2 separate regions of the Hordeum vulgare genome follow, and region 1 is linked to region 2. A link is a contact called in public Hi-C data. All regions are on one chromosome and are shown on one strand. Each heading gives the region's core, a stretch centred on a gene start, on an enhancer-like site or on the middle of the called end of the contact. The rest is flanking DNA. Distances are from core to core; before and after follow the strand shown. Region 1 has its middle 190 kb from the start of LOC123448754. Region 2 holds the start of LOC123448753 (probable arabinosyltransferase ARAD1).

Region 1 (3,267 bases), core at 296-2,795, 710 kb before region 2:
ATACATGTACGATGTAGATATGTGTGTTTATAAAGATAAAAGGATGTGCATATGTTTCGGTTTTCATTTGTGTTAAAAAAAATGCTCAGACGCACAAAATTACTTTTCTTAGTTCATGATTTCACATGCCTCTGGGCTTTGGTCGCTCCAGATGGCACGTAAATATATTCGCTCAAGTGTTGCATCTGATCATGTGAGGCGTACCAAAGTGTGGCATGTACATACCACGCCTAGTTCCAGCTAGATGTACATTATCCCTTTTTTGCGGGAATGCATATATACTACTCCCGTCGATCCATAATACTTCTTCCATTTATAAATATAAGTTTTTTTATAGATTTTAATATAAAGTGTATACGTGTAAAACAAGTGAATATATACTCTAAAATATTTTATATATTCTTATGTATTTTATATTAAAATCTGTAGAAATATTTATATTTAGAAACGAATGTGGAGTATAAGACAAATCTTGAAAAACGTCTTACATTATGGAATACATGTGATCAAATTTCGCTTGTGTACATGAACCTAGCGAAACCGCGTTAGCAAGCACACGCTCTCTTATCGATTAGAGTAAACCAGAATCTGAAATTTCTTGGCCTCATCAAAGCACGCACCACCAAGAAACCCGATCATAAGCAAAGGGTTATAATCAGCTGCAGAGGTGCACGGACGTGAACGCGAGATCTCCAGTAGATCGCAGCAGCTAGCAGAGCACTGAACGTAGACAGGCAGGGGCACGATTCAGACAGCGAAGCGGAATCCCTATGCTGCCAACTCCAGCCTACACCGCATGCGTTAACCCCAGGCGATTTAACAACGAAATCCGCCCGGGATCCACATAAGAAATGGCCATCGGATGCAGCGTCTGCCTGACCGGAGGGAGCACATCGCCCGCCAAGTGGCCATTGACAAATGGGTGGCTGGCTCGGTTTCGCGTTGCTGCTCCGTGTAACATGCAACTGTCTGCCGCAGCGGTTGTGCAGAGAACCTGGTACCCTTGGCTTGCGCTGGGAACTTTGGACGGGAAGATGGCAAGCGGCATGTGCATTTTTATCCCCGGCAGCGGGTAGCAGGGAGCGTTTTGGGGTGTTGCGCCAAGCAAGATCAGATCAGGCCCCTCGATTAGTGGCGACTCGTCGTCAATAAATGGCAACCACGCCATTGTCGGCCTAACCTCAAAATAATTGTTACTACAAACAAGTCACCCCAAGTTTTTGGGTAGAATGCCATAGTGCCTAATAGTACATACAGTAAAAAGAATACTACCCCATGTAGTACTATTGTGCAGTTCCGGCAGTCTTCTTGCTAATGAAGGCTGGCCGCAAATCGGAGCTCGTCATGTGCATATATCTGTAGTACGAATTTGGCCCTTCATTCACCCCAATGGTTTACATGAATAATTAACAGTTGATGGTCCCAAAGAGGCGTAGCAATTCAGGGCATGTTTTGGTGAATCAAGAAGTGAGAAAAAACCCTAAGCTGGCACCTCCGTGTATACGCACGCTTGTGCATACTACTTGTCCCTCCGCTCGGCAACATGACCAGGCTGGACTGACAGATACGACTTAACTAACTGGAGATGGGACACGTATACACGGCTCCGTATAAATACTACCACAAAACAGGAGATGTATAGTGTATCTTAAAAAGGACACCCTGTTTCAATCATTAGTACTGCATCCTTATATATGAATGTATAGTCTATAGCTCGTGGCAGATTGCAAGGTTGACTTGTCTCTAAACACGAGTTTACAAATATTAGATTTGGGCGATCAAATCCAGAAGATACTTTTCCTGCCAAAAAATAAATAAATCCAGAAGATGCTTGACTAAGTTTTTCCAACTGTAAAGTATATCCATGTTGCATAAGATGAGAAGATAAGTTAAAATTACATAATCCTCCTGTTGGTCGGGAATTTTTTTTCTTTTGAAAGATGTGGCCGGGAAAATTACTTAGAACCTAAAGTGGTAGTATCAATTGCGTCAATAATCGCAAAGTTGGAAGTGGCGCACATCCTTAGGTTTAATTTTTGGAAATCATAACCGGCTACGGCAGATATATGGCAGTTGCTAGCGAACGCCGTCTCTCCTGTTGGATTCGGTTGCACGAATCTTGGCATAACATTGGATCCACGTCAGATTTTTAAAATAGTTCGTTGTATGATAAATGCCAGCAAACATGTTAGAAATCAAAAACACTACACCACCACCGTTGTAGCTGGCCAGGCGCCCTCACACCTAGAAGACTTAGGGCTAGTTCTTTTGATAGCTTTTTTGGGCTTTTAGAATAAGCTACCCCTTACCCAGCTTATTCTAGAAGCCCAACTAATTTTTTTTCTTTTAAAAGCCTAACAATCAAGACTTGATTAGTAGGCTTCTAAAAGAATATATTTGATTGGGCTTGTAGAATAAGCTGAGTAGGGGTAGCTTATTTCAGCTTATTCTAGAAGCTACGAAAAGAACTGATCCTTAGGATTGAGTCCGAGGCTCCTTTTTTTCACCAGATGACATTTTATAGAAAAAATAATAGCATAGTAGTTTACAATTTTTTGAACTACGTCACATGACATTTTAAGAATCCCCCTTTTTAATTTTTTTGTACATGTCATTTTTCAAATTAAGAGATTGCATTTTTTATTTATTAAGGATGGGATTTTTATATTAAGAGATGGTATTTTCTATCTCAAGAGATGGCGTTTTTTATTTTAGAGATAACATTTTTATTATCAAAGAGATGACTCTTTTTGTGTGATGCTTAAATGTCATCATTTTTTAAATATGCAATTTTTTATTTAAGGGGGCGAGAGTGATGCATATTTTTATTTAAGAGATGTCATTTTTTATTAAGAGACGTCATTTATTATTTGAGAGATGATATTTTATATTAAAGAGATCACATTCTTTTGGGTGTTCCTTAAAGGCCTTTTTCACATGGTGGTTAAGTTAGGCTTTTCTTTTCTAATGTCTGATAGGATGTCATTTTTATGTAGTGGATGGCATTTTTTAACTAGGCCTTTTGGGTCTCAAGGTCGTCGTGGCCCACCCCTTGGGGAACGACCAGAAACATTTGCTAGGGGGGTGCCTCTCCTAGCGAACGAAACCGGCGGCTGAGAGCCCTCCCCCAGCAACAGTTTCCCATCTATTGCAGTCCTTAATTTTATGCAAGAGATGATCTTGAAAAAAATAGAAGGACGTCATAAAGCGGCCCATCGACACAATTATAGTTGCACATCTCCTATCGGCACAAAAGAAGGAAAATAA
Region 2 (3,206 bases), core at 297-2,796:
GCATCCCCAGAAATTAATCTTTTGAACAAAGGAGATCTATTGAGGACATTGATATCATTGAGTGTTCCCGGCAACCCAAAGAATGCATGCCAAATCCATGTGTCCTCCGATGCTACGGCCTCAAGCACAATGGTAGCATCACGACTTTTACCGCAGTACATTCCCTGCCATGCCTTTGGGCAATTTTTCTACCTCCAATGCATGCAATCAAGACTACCAAGCATCCCCGGCCATCCCCTTTTTTCATTCATTTCCATTAATCTCTTTGTATCTTCCTCGTTTGATGCCCGAAGATACTGCTCACCATACAACCGGATGACCAACTTGGCAAACCTACGGACGGACTCCGTGGTTGTATCTTCCCCAATGCGAAGATACTCGTCGGTGTAATCCGCGGGTATGCCATAAGCGAGTACCCGCATTGCCTCCGATATCTTTTGATATGCACTAAACCTCATGATACCGGCGGCGGATCTACGACGTTTAAAATAATAGGAGGCGGCCTCACAATCGGTGACAATCTTCACAAACAAACTACGACGCATCCGGTACCTTCTGCGAAAGAGACGAGGAGGATATGTAGGTACCTCCGCGAAGTAGTCTCGCATCAAATGCTCGTGTCCGAGAGCGCGGTTCCGGTAGATGGTGAGTCGCCCCATCTTCGACCCTCTCCTCTGATCCAAAAGCTTCACGCGGTCTTCAAACGCTTGCACGTCGACGAGGAGGCTCATCATATCGACGTCGTCGTCTTGCAACAACTCGTCAATGTCCGAATCGTCGGATGACGACCAATCCAACGAATCCGACAACAGAGTCCATCTACATACCAAGTGGCTACAATTAGTGCCAATGAAGCAAAAATTAAAAACTTAAAAAGTAAAAAAAAATCTCACCGGGGCGGGGCGCGGGTGGGCGGTGTCCGGGGCGGGGCGGGGACGCGGCCGAGGAGCGGAGGGGCGGCGGGGCGGCGGCCGGGGCGCGGTGGGCCGGCGGGGGCGCGGAGGGCGGCGGCCGAGATGCGGAGGGCGGCGGGGCGCGGAGGGGCGGCAGCCGGGGCGCGAAGGAGCGGCGGGGCGGCGGCTGGGGCGCGGGGGGCGGCGGGGCTGCGGCCGGAGCGCGGGGGTCGGCGGCGGCCGATGCGGATTCCTCCCGCGTGGGGGAACCAACTGCCTCCTGTGCGAGGTGGGAAAATGAGTGCGGGTTGGGGGCAGTTTTCCCTCCCAACTCTCACTTCTACAGGCTGGGAAGGGGTTTGAGGGTTGGACCTCTAATTTTTTTTACGGGTTTAAGGTTTTAGGGTTCTAGTTTACGTCGTTTTTCCGATGAAAACTATAAAAAAACGGTTATTTTTAAGGGTTTACAAAGTGAGACCCTTGCACATGTCGTGAGGAATGAGAGTAATTTCGTTGTCTTTGAGGAAAGCGGCAAAAGGGTAGCGACCGCAATGTGGGTGGAAGTGCGTGCGTCCTTGCGTGGATCTGGAAAGAAGCCGTTCCTCGGTTCTTGCCGCACCGCATCCGTCCAAGCGCAACCGTCTCCTTCGACTCGCCCCGGATCCTGGTCCGACCCTATCGATCGAAGCCCCACCCCCGCCCGACGCAGGAGACCGCGGCCGCCACTGACCCATCCCCACATACCACACACGTATCCCCCACCTCCTCAGATCCGAGCGCCATGGCCGCCCACCTCCACCTCCACCCGCATTGCTATGCCTACCGCTAGCGGCTTCATGGCCGCCGCCGCCTCCTGCCGGAACCCGCTCGTCTGGTTCTTCTCCCTCGCCGCCGCGCTCTTCTTCGCCTCCTGGTACCTCCTCCTCGACTCCGCCGCCGCCCCGGCCGCGCTCGATGCCCGCCGCCAGGGGCTCCCCTCCGCCTCTCCTGGCAGGAAATGCGATCCGGACAAGGCGCTGCTGCGCGTCTACATGTACGACCTGCCCCTCGAGTTCCACTTCGGCATGCTCGACTGGGAGCCCGGGAGCGGCGGCGGCCTTTGGCCGGACGTCAGGCACGGCGTGCCGGAGTACCCCGGCGGGCTCAACCTGCAGCACAGCATCGAGTACTGGCTCACGCTGGACCTCCTCGCCTCCGAGCAGGGCGCGCCCACGCCGTGCAACGCCGTCCGGGTGCGCGACCCCGCCAGGGCCGACGTCGTCTTCGTGCCTTTCTTCGCCTCCCTCAGCTTCAACCGCCACTCCAAGGTCGTGCCGCCCGCGCGGACCAGTGAGGACCGGACGCTGCAGCGGAGGCTGATCGAGTTCCTCGCCGCGCGGCCAGAGTGGCGGAGGTCCGGCGGGAGGGACCACGTCGTGCTCGCGCACCACCCCAACGGGATGCTCGACGCGCGCTACAAGCTCTGGCCCTGCGTCTTCGTGCTCTGTGACTTTGGGAGGTACCCACACAGCGTGGCCAACATCGACAAGGACGTCATCGCCCCGTACCAGCATGTCGTCGACGACTTCTTGAATGATTCCACCGGCTACGACGACCGGCCGACCTTGCTCTACTTCCAAGGCGCCATTTACAGGAAAGATGTGAGTACCCTTTGATGAAAGCTTACTAGTTTTAGCTTAAGCAGGGAATTAAAATCGTGGTATGATTGGTCAACTTCCATTTTAATAATGTAGCCATGGTTTAAATTTTTGCTTTGCATGGGTCCTTCTCCTATATAGATTTGAGAATCTTTGCCATGTACTGCTACTATTTAACTGATTTAAGTTTCAGTCAATAGCACGATCCTAAGCTAGCACAACCTCATCTGTAGTCTGTAGTCTGGACACCCTCCGTGGTACTTGATTTGGACTTCAATGATTCTGGCCACGGGGAATATGGTACTAGTTGCAAAGAAGTAATTGCCATTGGCATTGCCTTGTTCAGTATCCAGCTCAGCTCAGTTTGTTTGGCAATCACCTCAAACTGGTGTAATTCGTCTTGCTCATTAATCCAGCGAACTTTGGTATACAATCACTTCTGTCATGTGGCTGTTATCTACTTATAAGCCCTGTTTATGTTGTAGCTCTAGTGAGTCGGTTTAATGCTTAAGAGGTTCTATAATCTGATAAGGTTAAGAATCCAAAATTATGATTATGCCACTCTCACACATTTGTGGCGGTAGTGTATAATGAGGTTTATTAAGCAAGATATATGAATTATTGACTGTCTGAAAACCGAGGTCCTGAGAATATGTGATCTATGTGAAATATTGAT

What was found. Hi-C and Micro-C count contacts between places; a contact is called where the count stands out from the background.
Region 1: a Hi-C map of seedling shows a contact between it and region 2, with 5 times the contacts expected there. The contact joins the enhancer-like site here to the promoter of LOC123448753 in region 2. A contact is called at or near these places in 2 of 6 Hi-C or Micro-C datasets (leaf and seedling).

Annotation. Positions count from the first base shown.
Region 1 is chr4H:407,889,304-407,892,570 of MorexV3_pseudomolecules_assembly, reverse strand. No RefSeq gene overlaps it. Among protein-coding and RNA genes, the nearest start is that of LOC123448754, 190 kb to the right of the region's middle. Within about 2 kb of position 1,545, at least 3 of the 3 cell types and tissues checked have open chromatin away from gene starts, as enhancers often do. A contact at or near this core is called in leaf and seedling, where this site is marked.
Region 2 is chr4H:407,174,742-407,177,947 of MorexV3_pseudomolecules_assembly, reverse strand. LOC123448753 (probable arabinosyltransferase ARAD1) reads left to right here and starts at 1,546. Exons shown (of 2, transcript XM_045125750.1): 1 at 1,546-2,533. The coding sequence starts at 1,709.